Regions from separate parts of the Sus scrofa genome. Here regions 1, 2 and 4 are each linked to region 3. Evidence: chromatin contacts called from public Hi-C, HiChIP or PLAC-seq and promoter capture Hi-C data. All regions are on one chromosome and are shown on one strand. Each heading gives the region's core, a stretch centred on a gene start, on an enhancer-like site or on the middle of the called end of the contact. The rest is flanking DNA. Distances are from core to core; before and after follow the strand shown. Region 1 holds the start of SESN3 (sestrin-3). Region 2 has its middle 54 kb from the start of ENDOD1. Region 3 holds the start of CCDC82 (coiled-coil domain-containing protein 82). Region 4 holds the start of CWC15 (spliceosome-associated protein CWC15 homolog).

Region 1 (3,291 bases), core at 791-3,290, 1.1 Mb after region 3:
ATGTACCAGTAAATGGGGACACATATGTGTTTCAGTTCTTAGGACAACTGTGCCTCTCTAACTTTCTCCCTGGATTTCTTGGTTCTCTGCCTTGAAGGGTAGGTAGTCATTTCTCCCTCTGCTGAATGTTCTTGCGTTTAGTTTCTTCGAACTGAATATTATGCACCTTCCCCACACCATTGCTATTCTGGGCTCTATAAAGCCACCCAGCACCAAGAGAACTTTAGCTATCACTAGTTAAATGCATCAACACATTTACCCAACCACATAACTTAGACCCTTTGGGGGTTTTCCAGGCTATTTTAATCTGTTTAAACCTGACACTGGCAGATTTCCATTTCCTTTGTTCCTTGTGTAGACTAGGTTTATGCCTGTTGGTCTCTAAAAGGAACAGAGAGGAGGCAGCTGTCGAAAAAATGAGGAGATTGGCAGTTTTAACCACACAATTTGCTCTAATAGCTTTGATATGCTAAACTTGCTAGCTCCTCCAAGTGTACCTTTCTGATTTTGCATCACAACACCACACTGAATCCCTAAGAAAACCGGGGTCGTTTTTTTAAATTGAAAAGGAGAGGAAGAAAAGAAGCCATTCTTTTAAATCATCTTCACAGATTCCTTCTGCCAACTGCAGGCCTTCACAAATCCTCGCACACTGGAGACCTTTAAAAAAGGAGAAGCCGAGAATACTGATCGAGTTCTAAAGAACGAAAACAGGTGATGTCAGAACGCACAGTCCTCTGTGGTCCCAGCCAAGGCCGGGTGGGGAGCTGGGGCTCCAGTGAGCACGGAGCTCCGCGCCAGTGCGCAAAGCAAGTTATCTCCGGGGACGGGAGGACACCGGTGAGGACCGGGCACCAATCAGGTTCTCTCTCGGCGCCTGCCTTTGTTCTCACTGGGGAGCAGGTTTCGGGGTGTCTGGCTTAGGGAACCCGCTTTCGATCGGCATGCGAGTCGCTACCCCCTCGGGAGACCTAGCTCCCTACTCGCCTGTCCCCCACACCCTGCCAGCCTGAGCTTTCCCCAATTGCATCTGCCTTCTCTCCCTTGAGCGTGAACGCCAAAATCCTGAATCCATTTTTAGCTTTGGGAGAGGCCGGTCCAGCCCAACAGTTTTAAATGGCAATTTGTTCTCTGAACCTTCGTTCCCAGGCAGGGTTCTGTGCTCTGCGTTTGTCTAACCAGCTGCCCCTGAAGGACTATCTATCAGGTGAAGACAAACCTGTCTCTTTGGCCTTTTCGTGCTGGACAAATACAGGAATTCTGTTGCTGCGAGACTGCGGGAAAGGTCTTTAGATGTAGAAGGAAACCGTTAATTCACTGGTTTTGTGTCTTTCCCCTCCTCTAACTCGATTAATGGCGTAAATATACTTAAACATTTATCCCCCACCCGCTGCCGAAGCCTCAGGTAACTGGTCTTTTGCAAAACAAGGATCACGATAAATGATGCATAAAGTTCTTTGAGATCCTTGGATGCAAAGTGCTACGTGACTGCAGTCTTCCTTACAGCTAAGCTAAGATTTTGGCCGAGAGAAAGCCTAACCACAGCCCTGACGGTATGAACGTTTTAGCTCCCCCCACCCCCAGCCTCTTTCTCAAGAAATCAGGAAATATTTAGCTCTATCTTAGAACCACTAGCGAGCTTTAGCTCCCAGCTCTTCATCTCATTCCCTCACCATTTCTGCAGGGGCTGTGGTTTGCCTTAGGAAAGGGGCTGGTCTTCCAGTGATTATTTGCATATGGCACACCCTCTTCCTCCTATTGGAGAAGCCTCACAAACTGTATTCCCTCCCACCCCACTACCTAACTAACCCGCCATCTCCCTTCAGTTCAGAGCCTCGGAGACAAACTTAACTTGCCCGGAGATTCGAGGCGTCCTCGCCCTACGTGATTGGCCGGAGCAGCTCCCAGCCGTGCTCTAGTTTCTTATTGGCTGGGGGCTGGCGCCCGGGGGGCGTGGCCGGAGCTGTCCGATTGGCGGGAGGGGGCGGTACCGGAGCGTGGAGGTGGTGAAGGTGGTGGTGAGGCGGGGGCGGGGCCGCACTGAAGCGCTGCGGCGGCGGTGGCGGCGGCGGCGGCAGCGGCAACGGTGGCGGCTGCTCGTCCTAGCCTGGCGGGGGCGGGGGTCTGGAGGATGAGGGCGGGTGGAACAACGGGCCGGTGAGGAGCAGCCGCCGCCGTCTCCGCCGTCGCTTAGGCATCCGCCACTGTGATCGCTTCGGACAGCCACTCGCTCTCGGGCCGTCGCCTCCCATCCCGACATCCCGCCCGGAGGAGGCTGAGGTTGAAACGCGGCCGGTGGCAAGGGAACTGTCCGGCCCTGGAACGGCGCGGGCGGCCGCAGTGACAGCCCAGCCCCGGCCCGCCGTCCGCCCTCGGTGCTTGCAGCCAAGATGAACCGGGGCAGCAGCAGCCCGTCGGCCGCCGCCAACTACCTGCTCTGTACCAACTGCCGGAAAGTGCTGCGGAAGGTACGGGCTCGGCCTGGGGTCCGGCCGGAGAGGGGCGCTTCCTGCCGGCCGCGGCTTGGGCTGCACGGCCCCGGGGCGCACTCTTGGAGCGAGGCTCAAAGGGATCCCGGGGCACCTTCCCTACTCCGCGACCCCAAAAGGGAGCATGGGTTGGGAGTGGAGGGTTTAGCCTGCTGCTGCTTTTGATCTTCGTCGGGATAGACACTAGTCCCCTGGGGTTGGGATTGGGGGGTGGGGGTGCCTGTGCTTTTTTCCTCCGTTCACCTCCCTACCCTGCAACCCCCGGCCTGTTCTTCGGGCGGAGGGAGGGACGGACCTGTTCGATCCTCCTCTGGGTACTTTTGATGGAGATCGGTGTGAAATAAGAACTGCCTGGTCTGGTCCCGAGGAACCTGACTCCCTCCTAGCTATGCCTAACTCTTGCGGGTTTGTTTTTTTTTTGTTTGTTTGCTTGTTTATTCGGTTGCTTCTGCCTTCCTTGCGCGCTCTCCCCTAACACCCTCTTTTTACGTTCTTTTGACGGTCGTCTAGTGGCTACAGTTCGATCCTGAAAGGAGCTGGTAAAGCAGCTTGAACTTTTATACCCACGGGAAATGCTATTCGCCCTTACAGTTCCTCAAGCTGGGGTTGGGGGAGGAGGACTGGTTGGACATGAGTTAACCCTTTTTAGCATTTACACCCCCCACCTCCAGCCCCCTGGTGTTGCTCCAGAAAAATCAGACGCACAATCAGCTTATTTCTTCCCAGAGCGGCTGATAGAAAGTTTACTTCAGTATTGTTTAGCTTCCTTGGCTTAATCGCTCCGTTAAGGGGGGGGTGTGTG
Region 2 (3,204 bases), core at 457-2,956, 1.2 Mb after region 3:
GTCTGGCAAAACCCAGGCCTGGCTCCCCATTTCTTTCACATTAAAGCCCATAAAATGTCTGCAAGGCTCTGTACAATCGGCCCCCTCCCAACAGACATGCTCTCGTTATTACATTTACTGCCTATTGTCTGACTACAAGCTCAGCAAGGGGTCATATATTGGCACGTAGAAATATGTCCTGAATGGATGAAACGACTACACTAGCATTTAATTGCATAGTGGGAAACGCTATGAACAAGATGTGCTGCTATAAGAAGAAATTCAGAGGCAGAGCCAGAAGCCCGCTGCATGCGGCTCCAAGCCCAGGGCTTGTGCCTCTAAGGAAAACGCTCAACCGAGTGCCTGACACAGAGCAGAGGCTGCCGCACGCTAACTGAAGTGCAAACTGAAGAGATCTCACAAAACAGGGAAAACCTCCCCTCAGCCTGTCTCAGAGGCTGCCCAGCCATCCTCCCCTCTCTCTGTCTCCCTGCAGGCGCCCATGCTTCCTTAAAAAGCAAACAGTTCTCAGGAGGAGGAATAAAAGGACAGCCACCCGGACAGAGCCAGCTCACACTGGCTGTGCTAGAGACACGATGCCCAGGGCCGCTCTTCCCTAGGACTTTCCGCAAGTGAGGGGGCGGCTTGGATCTTCCGGGGGACGCTAGATGAGCAAGGAACGACTGCAAACAGGGAAGACTTAGTCTCACCTCGCCAGTTGGGTGGAAAGAGGAGCGGATCCTAAAGGCGCCCGAGAACTTGGAATAAGGTTGCCCTCTGCCGGCGAACCTGTGAAATTGGCCGATAAGCCGATAGGCCAAGAACGGCTGGACTACACTGTAAGCGGCGTGCTTGCATCTGCGATGCGCCCCATCTCGCTAAAAAGGGGAGACGCAGGTCTAGGTAAGGGCGAGCCTTAGGAAGCTCATGTAAATATTTGATCACAGTGAGATGGGTTAACAGGCTGTCCGAGGCTGATGTCCCCATACCTTTGATTCCTTTAACTCCCCTGCTCTGAGCTCACAGAAGCTTTGCCTGCTCTGGCCTCCCCTTGGGGCCTGCCTGCAGGGAGGGGAGGCACCCACAGAGGCACTCACAGGCGCGGACCCCAGCTTCCCTTTCTTGGTGTCCATTAATAAATGACAATCCGCGTGGTTAGATTCGCCCAGCCTTTCCCAGGAGGGTCATCCGAGCGAGGCCGTCGGGGATGTGCGGGTTCCACACGCGGGGGCCCTGGGTAGGGTCGCGAGAGGGCGAGCGGGGCCCCGACCCCCTAAGCTGAGCGCTGCCCTCCCGCAGGCCACCTGACTTCCTGGACTGGGATCGGATCCCACCAGGGGGTTCAGAGAGTCCAAAGAGGCCCAGAGGGCAATGCAGAATTGGGGAGATGAGAGTGCAACTTTCTGGAAAGACACCAAGTCTTCCCTCTGACCCTCAAATTCTCCCAGCCCTTGGAAGGGGAGGAAGGACGCGATCCGGCCACCGGGAAGGAGCCTGGCAGTGCCCCTTGGCCTTTGCCTATTTCTTTGGGTTCATTCCGCCCCTCCCCACCCCTCACCCCCCGGCGCCGAGTGGCACAGAGATGCAGGGGCCGGGTGGGTGTCTAGGGTGGTGGGGGCAGCCGTGTTCGGACGCGCAGCTCCTCCCGCGCAGGCCGAACCCCAGACTGGAGCCTTCGCCGTCGGACTCGACCCGCTGCCCTCACGGGGAGCGCCATCTGGAGGCGGGCGCGGCAGACAGCGATAAAGGTGAAGAAAAGCTCCTTAAACCCTGGTCCTTTCCTCCTTAGAGCCTTGGAGGGGGTGCCCCCGAGCAGCGGACAACCCCCAAATAGAGAATTGAGGGCTACCGACCCAGCAGCCCTCTTCCTAGAAAAGTAGCTCCTTCCACCACCGCCCTCATGGGGCTTGGGGAGTGGCCAAAGGAGGCGCCGGGTTTCCTTGCCGATGGGAATCGTGTGCGTGCGTGTGTGTGTGTGTGTCTGTGTGTGTGTGTCCTCCGCAGCTGCACAATCGCCCGCTTTCGAGACCGAGCACCGCTCCATCTCCTTACACTAGCGTGGAGTGAGAGTGGGTTAAGTTTATCCCGGCTTCGGGCCCGGGAGTCATCGCATCTCTTCTCGGCGCGGGAAAAAGCAGGCTGCGTGGGACTGGGAAAGGCACGCAGTCGCCCAGAGCAAGGGGCGGTGCGGTCACCTGGCCGCCTCCCTGGGAACCTCGGGAACTGGGTCAGCCACCTCGCAAGGCGGGACAGACTGGATCCCTCCCAAGAAAGGGAGCGGCTTTCTCTCCGGCCCACCCCAAGGGAAAATAAACGGTCTCTGGCACTGTCCCGCATTCCTGATTTTTAACAAACTACTGCTGGAGGCTGGCCACTGTGTTTGCTCCTGGGGGTTGGAGGGGAGCAAACCCGCCCACACCCAGGCCTGCGGCGGAGCCAGCGCCCCCGCAGCGAGCTCTCCCGGAACAATGCCTCTTTGTAGCGCGCCCTCCCGGAGGATGCTGCCCTCATCCTGGCAGGGCCCGCCCCGCAGAGGACTCCGAGGACATCGCCAAGCCTCACTCTCCCTGAGAGCTCTTCCTCGGCCTGGGCAGAAAGCAAAGCAGCCTTCCTAAGCCTTCCCAGGGGTGGGCGGGAAGGGCGCTAACTTTTCCAGCGCTCTGGGTGTGTGTCAGCCTTGGGTTCCTCCCCGACAGCCTTATCCAGAGAATTATGACCTGCCCTTAGGTTATGTGCCTGGCCCTAAGACGGTAAAAGGCAGAGGGGAATCTCTAACTCAGCGCTGTTTAAGAGAAACTGTGTATACGTATATAATTTTTTTTTTCTTTCCATCGGCCAGGGTGGAGGGTCAATGCCATTTTGACATTGTCCCTGGCACTCGCTTGACTCAAGTTCTTCCATATGCCCCAATCAATAACATTTTCCCACCCCTCTCCTTCACTCATCTCCTTGGTTGCCTGGTAGCAGTGGTCACAGTGTCACGGGGGGGGGGGGGGGGGGGGGGGGGCCCTCTGCCTCCTCATGGGGTTCTGGGAGGACAGTGCCTTCTGTTGGCAGTTGCTTCCAGAATGGTCCTCTCCCCTCCTGCGGCTCAGCCTTCCCTCAACGCTCACACCCACCTCTCAGAGCACTGCCAGGACCCAGGAGCACCTGGGCTCTCCCAGCCACTCTGCACGAGGCCTGAGCCTCAGGGGTGCTGTGGATAAGGGCTACACCCACCTGCCT
Region 3 (2,960 bases), core at 177-2,676:
AAAGAGCGAGGTTTCTTTGCTTTCCCTACAACACAAAGTTTAAGTTTGTGTAAACCTGTTGCATTGGCACAACACATGACAGTGACTCTTTCTTCAACTGACTTGTGCCCAGGGACTGTGCATTTACCTTTGATTACTGAAGTTCTGGAAGGCAGGCATTTCCAAAACAATCCAGTTTCATCTGCATTGTAGATTTGTTCTGGTTGCAAATTCTCTTGTTCAATAAAGTCTCGAAAGTTGTTACAAAAATCTTCCACAGCAGTCTCATCTCCGCTTAATCTTTCATTTCTAATATTAATCTCTCTAATGCTGTGTCGCTGCTTAAAACGCGTTAACCAACCGGCAGAAGGGTTAAAATCACCATCCATTCCCAAAGCATAAAAGAAGAACTCTGCCCTTTTTGCACAAATTGGCCCAGACACAGGATTCCCTTTTGCTCTTTGCTGGTTGAACCATTCTAGCATTGCTCTGTCCAGTTCCTCATACATGGATGGCTTCATAGATTTCCTCTTGGCCAGAAGACTTGTGGAATCAGAACTGCTTGCATAAGTTATAATCTTTTCTTTATTTTTTCTTATATCCCGTACTGTTGTCTCACCAATTCCATAAATCACTGCCAACTGCTTGGAAGAACCACCATCTTCAAGTTTCTTTATTATATCAAGCTTATCTTTAATAGTCAACACCACACGCTTCCTCTTCCCTGACATGGTGAAGCTCTGGCACTCAGGTACTCGGCCCACACTTACACGGAAGCAATCCACAAAATCCTGCCTTTTCTCACAGACTCACTTTAAAACAGTCTTACACACTAGTTCTTTCAACCTCACCAGGAACCTGGTGGCCCAGACCTCGTCCCCTCTGGGCTTGGCTGGTAAACAGACGGCAGAGGACGATCAGAGGGGAGAAGTTTGAGGGAACAGGCCTTTAACTTTAAATGGGCAGTAGAAGAGGCCCCAAGTCACCGCGGATAATACGGATTACAAACATTTGTTTTATTCCCACAGTGGCCGCAAGAAAGACTATAGCCCCACAAGCCTCCTTCAGGCCCGGTACCAGGTCAACGACCGTCACTAACCCCTGCCACACCCCAAAGTTACGGTGGAGAGCGGAAGAGCCAGGGAGTCGGGACTGGCCCCCTTCCCCAGGGGGACGGCTACGTTTGATTCCTCCCCCAGCCGCCAGCCCCTTCCACTGCAAGCCCCACCTCCCCGCGCTGGGTTTACTGGGCCTGCATAGTCCCCCCGGTCCCACACAGCCCGCCAAGCCCCTCTCCCCACCTCAGTAGGAACCAGGACCCTGCACCGCTCCCTGCCTAACGCGCGGCGACCGCTCCTCCCCCAGCACACGCTCCCGGAAGACGCCCCCTCCCGCCTCCAGGCCCCGCCTCTAGCCCCTCCCAGAGGCGGGACTTCCCCCCGGTCCCCGGAAGGAGGAGGGGCGTCGCTAGTCGGAACAGGACACCTGGGCGGAGGCAGGGGCGGAGGCAGAGGCGGAGGAGGATTGAAAGGTGAGGGCGCGGGGACGACGCGGGGCCAGCTCGGGGCGGGGACTAGCTCTCGCTTGGGCTGCTAATGGTTTATTATAGGGGCAGGGGAAGCCACGCCTCCCCGCGGGCAGGGAGAGAAAATTCCCGCCGGCTCTCTCAGGATGGGCGGGGCGGCTCCTCTGCGCGCTTCGCTACATTCGCGTGCCGCCCGGGCTGAGCTTCAGTGGGTGGGGTGCCAGTTCCTGGCGCGAAGGGGAAGTGGGCAGGACTGATACGCGGAGCCCGGGTGGTGATTTCGCGGGTTTCTGGCCTTTCCAGATTCTTGTTTGTTTTCTGCGGGGGGCCTCACTCCTCTAAGATCTAGGGGTTTGTGACGTCCCGCGAACGTCATCGCGAAGCTCTCTCTGAGGGTCCCGTTTCCTAGCTACAGTGCCCCTTCCTCGTGAGCGCGAGGGGCGGACTGGCCGGAGTGCTGCGCCAGGTGTCTGTGTCCCGTCGAGGAACCAGGTTTGTAATCGTGAAAAAGACTCTGGTGTTAAACTCCCAGGAGGATCTTTTCCTTCCCCGGCCACTCATCCCTGCTGAATTTAGCGAACCATCCTCAGTATTACAGATTTTGAATATTTCTCTGTGCGAAATTGTGGAGTAGTAAACCTTGGTTCTAAATAGAGGTAATTGGCTTTCCTCTCTTTATATGTTTCTTCATATTTTCCTATTTCTGTCTTGTGCTACCCTGGTTTCCAGCCAGTGGAAGAACTATGATACATTATTCACGGCAATGTGATAACATTAAAAAAATCATATTATGTAGCCTTAAAATCATGTGTTGTGCTGGCTTGTTTTCTTGTCCCTAGTAGTTTCATCAGATTGTGAGCTCCTTGAGAGTAGAGACCGTGTTGTTGATGTTTTTTCTAGTAACGCCACAGCTCCAAGCGTGCGCTGGCACGTAGTATCCATTCAGTGACTATTTCCTTGGTTTGTTAAGGTTTCTTCTCCAAACTGGCATATAAAAGGAAACACTAAGGAGGGGAAATGTTTTACAAATAGAATGCATCCCTTCTAGTGGAATTTCAAGAAATGGCTGAGGGTTCCACTGCCCTTAATTTTTTAAGTGTAAACCACCACCTACATTGTTTATAGAGCAAGTCCAAGAATTAATCTTTTCTTGGGGATGAATTAACCTCCAAGTATAGAATAACGGATAGTTCTTCTGATATTTCTTCTAGAATAAAGTGTATTAAGGTGGCACCAAAGTACCCTTTTTAGTTGTAGAGTTACTGTGTTAGAGAAAGAACACAAGCCCTATGGATTATCACCTTTACATCCTTCGGCAGACAAAGTTTACGTGATTTTAACCCCCCGAAGCACAAAGGTGTGATAGTATTGATCTTCATTCACTTATTTAATGCTTTCTGTTTGGAGTGTCTGTTTTTCTCTTTGCCTAAAGGTAAGTTATCATTAAAGAAGCTTG
Region 4 (3,240 bases), core at 732-3,231, 1.4 Mb after region 3:
GCAATGCCTGGTTGGCTACAGCTAGAGTTTAGTGTATAAGAGAATGACCGATTAGAAGTGAAGCCAGGGAGACAGATAGGAGCCAGACCTAACAAGCCTCAAGGCACATTAAGAAATTTGAGGAGTTCCCATCGTGGCACAGCGGAAAGAAATCCAACTAGGAACCATGAGGTTGCGGGTTTGGTTCCTGGCCTTGCTCAGTGGGTTAAGGATCCGGCGTTGCTATGAGCTGTGGTGTAGGTTGAAGACAGGGCTCTGGCGTTGGCCGGCGGCAGCTGTAGCTCTGATTGGACCCCTAGCCTGGGAACCTCCATATGCCAAGGGTGCAGCCCTAAAAAGACAAAAGGTAAAAAAGAAAGAAAGAAAGAAAGAAAGAGAGAGAGAGAGAGAGAGAGAGAGAGAGAAAGAAAGAAAGAAAGAGAGAGAGAGAGAAAGAAAGAAAGAAAGAAAGAAAGAAAGAAAGAAAGAAAGAAAGAAAGAAAGAAAGAAAGAAAGAAAAGAAAGAAAGACAGACATTTGAAACTTGGAGCAGCAGATTAAGGATCTGGTGTAGTCACTGTAGCAGGTCACTGCTGTGGTGGGAATTCAATCCCTGGCCCAGGAACTTCCACTTGCAGTAAGAGCCGGCCAAAAAAAAGAAGGAAAAAAATTGGTTTTTAATGCAGATTTTTATGCAAGAGAGTGACACTACCTGACTCACTATTTTAAAAGATCACTCTCACTGCTAGATGCAAAACTGACTATAAGACAAAGGAGACAGTTACACTCCAGGCGGAAAATGATGGTGGCTTGGACTAGGGTAGTAGCAGTGGGAATGAAATTTAGGGTATATTTTGAAAGTAGAATTGGTAAGACTTGCAAATAAGTTGGATGAGACAAGTGAAGGAAAAGGAATCTAAGAGGAAACCCTGGGATTTGGGTTCAAGTAACTAGTATGATGGTAGGTAGTGTCCTTTACTGAGATGTCTAAGACTGGGGGAGTAATACCTTCCTAGAAAAATCAAGACTTGCATCTTGAAATTTACAGGGAAGGGAGTTTTTCTACCCTTTTGTTTTGTTCATTTTAGAGTTCAAAGAAAGAATTCTGAGGGGGGGAAAAAGCTTTTTTATGTTCAATTTTAATGAGCTCTTTACATTTGAAACTAAGCTAAGGGAGTTGGATTTTCATTTGTTTAAGTATCTATTGAGCCAAAGACTATGTGATTAGATATCACGATAACCACGTTAAACTGACCAAACAAGATCCCTGCTCCCACAGTGCTTTTGGAGGTGTAAGAAGGACAATTGGTGATTTTTTTCCCTTTCCTGTTCGTTGCCTTATTAAAACTTCACCTAACGCATGAGTAGCCATCTTATAATTGCATCTAGGGCTCCTGGCAGTTGGGCCCACCGTTCTAAACGTTCAATGTCGGTTAATGAATGAATCTCTAATAGTGACATCTCCCCTCCCGCTAGAACTTAGGCTTTAAAAAAAATTACAATTTTAACAGTCAATACGAATACAACCTTTGCTTTGAAGACTAACATTTTTTGCAGGAATGGTACCTTTATAAAGATCGTGGTTGCCCCCGTACATATTTGTTCTTTCTTCATATCCAATTAAAAGAAAATACTAGTCTTTCCGTAGCCCAACTCTCTAGGCTTGCTGGGTCTAGCTCAAAGATTAAGCAAGCAGGAGCCGTTGGATTTAAACCGTTTGGTATAATCCTTTTCTACGCTCTCTCTCCTTCTCTCTCGGTAGCCGGGGACGTGGTGTCGGCTACCCGGGGCTTTCCGTCCACGCAGTACCGGAATGAAGGCGTCTGGGAGGGGGTCGGGAAAGGAAAAGACGGGAGAGACATTAAGTAATTGGTTCTCGAAGGTATAAAATGATGTTTAGGGTCTACTCAAAGCACCGATTTCAAACGCCCGCCCCCTGGGCTGTTTAAGCCCCGCCTCTTGCTGTCGTCACGCCGACTTCTCCCTTGGCCTCTGCCGATTGGTCCCTGCCTCCGCCCCTGAAGAGGTTAGGGTTTGCTTCCGGGTCTTGGGCTTTGGCCCTGGGCGCAGGGGTTTCTGGGAGCCGAGAATCTAAGTGGTTTCTGAATGATCTCCGGAGGCTGGTGCGTTCGGACCTCGGCCAACGTGAGCTGCTGGGGGAAAGCAGACTGGGGGGGGGGGGGGGGAGGACAGTTGGGGGCGGACGCGGAGAACCGACTGCAGGCAGAGGAGTTTTCCGGAGCGGCAGCGGGTTGCGGAGCCCAGCGCCTGTTGGACTGGGGACGGCCAGTCCCGGGCCGGCCGCGGAGAGCGTAGCGTGAAGGTAGCTCTACAGGCTGCGTTAAGCGGGTCTGGGCGCCCCCAGCCCCTCGCCAAATCTGGCACGGGTGAAGAATCGCCGGGCTTTCCGATGACAACCCGAAGGTGAACTCCCCAGAACCCAGAGTGTAAATAACGATGGTGTGTGGGAGGCGGCGGCGCCCCCAGCGGCCCGGAACCCAGTTTCACCCCCACTGGATATATTCCTCTCCCTTTTTTGAAAATCTAGAGAAGTATGCCAGCTGCCCCAGACACTTGCTTTTCCGACGCTTGAGGGAGGTTTTAGTAGCCACATCGGCTGTGCAGTGTTTTTTAGTTGCTTAAAAGCAGAAGTAACATAAGGAAGGAGTCCCTGATTTGTAGTTACCAGAGTCCCGTGGGGGTGGGTTCCTGTGTTTTGAGCATCCCTTAAATTGTAACTTGCAAAAGTTATGATTTATATTATATTGGCTGCTGTAGGATAAAATTGAAACAACAAAAGATTGTTGGGGAGCTTTGCCAATGTAACTGTCGTCGAAGTTGAGCACACTTCTTCAGGACCTTCAGTATCTGTCAATGATTTGTTTTTTTAGATATCTTCTCTGTTTTTGTAGCTGCTAGCCTCTTTTCTGCAGTGTGAGGTTTAGATAAAATGGGAACCTTAAGGAGTCTGGTGGAGTAAGGTTGAGTTGAGATTTTTTTAAAAACTGAGACACGGCAGTACTGTATTTTTGCAAGGGCTTTGACATGTCAAGTCTCTTAATTTCATGATAATCCCATGAGGAATAGTCCCCATTTTACAGATGACGGAAACTTAAGCTAGTTGGCTTGTCCAAGGCCACAGAGCCAGAAGGAGAACAGGAACACAGTCTCAGATCTTCATGACAGAACTTTTTGTACTAAATATCTGCATATTCCCGCTACACCCTGAGCTTCACTGTTTGTTTTCATGAGAACTTTTGA

Evidence for each region. Promoter capture Hi-C pulls out the DNA fragments that hold promoters and counts their contacts. Hi-C and Micro-C count contacts between places; a contact is called where the count stands out from the background. HiChIP or PLAC-seq counts read pairs in DNA pulled down with a chosen protein or histone mark.
Region 1: an H3K27ac HiChIP or PLAC-seq map of alveolar macrophages shows a contact between it and region 3. The contact joins the promoter of SESN3 here to the promoter of CCDC82 in region 3. A contact is called at or near these places in 1 of 5 promoter capture datasets (fetal skeletal muscle), 1 of 47 Hi-C or Micro-C datasets (embryonic fibroblasts) and 1 of 2 datasets of contacts at active chromatin or transcription factors (alveolar macrophages).
Region 2: a Hi-C map of omental adipose tissue shows a contact between it and region 3, with 2.0 times the contacts expected there. The contact joins the enhancer-like site here to the promoter of CCDC82 in region 3. A contact is called at or near these places in 1 of 5 promoter capture datasets (fetal skeletal muscle) and 10 of 47 Hi-C or Micro-C datasets (brain, embryonic fibroblasts, epiblast stem cells and 7 more).
Region 4: a contact with region 3 is called in a promoter capture Hi-C map of liver, with 2.8 times the contacts expected there. The contact joins the promoter of CWC15 here to the promoter of CCDC82 in region 3. A contact is called at or near these places in 2 of 5 promoter capture datasets (fetal liver and liver), 3 of 47 Hi-C or Micro-C datasets (embryonic fibroblasts, epiblast stem cells and mesenteric adipose tissue) and 1 of 2 datasets of contacts at active chromatin or transcription factors (skeletal muscle).

The regions. Positions count from the first base shown.
Region 1 is chr9:27,277,954-27,281,244 of Sscrofa11.1, reverse strand. SESN3 (sestrin-3) reads left to right here and starts at 2,040. Exons shown (of 10, transcript XM_003129758.5): 1 at 2,040-2,468. The coding sequence starts at 2,391.
Region 2 is chr9:27,186,438-27,189,641 of Sscrofa11.1, reverse strand. No RefSeq gene overlaps it. Among named protein-coding and RNA genes, the nearest start is that of ENDOD1, 54 kb to the right of the region's middle. Within about 2 kb of position 1,706, at least 39 of the 83 cell types and tissues checked have an H3K27ac peak or open chromatin away from gene starts, as enhancers often do. A contact at or near this core is called in brain, omental adipose tissue, retroperitoneal adipose tissue and 1 more, where this site is marked.
Region 3 is chr9:28,405,816-28,408,775 of Sscrofa11.1, reverse strand. It overlaps CCDC82 (coiled-coil domain-containing protein 82), which reads left to right and starts at 1,426. Exons shown (of 9, transcript XM_021062697.1): 1 at 1,426-1,510.
Region 4 is chr9:27,046,021-27,049,260 of Sscrofa11.1, reverse strand. It overlaps CWC15 (spliceosome-associated protein CWC15 homolog), which reads left to right and starts at 1,981. Exons shown (of 7, transcript XM_005667244.3): 1 at 1,981-2,124. It also overlaps LOC100513807.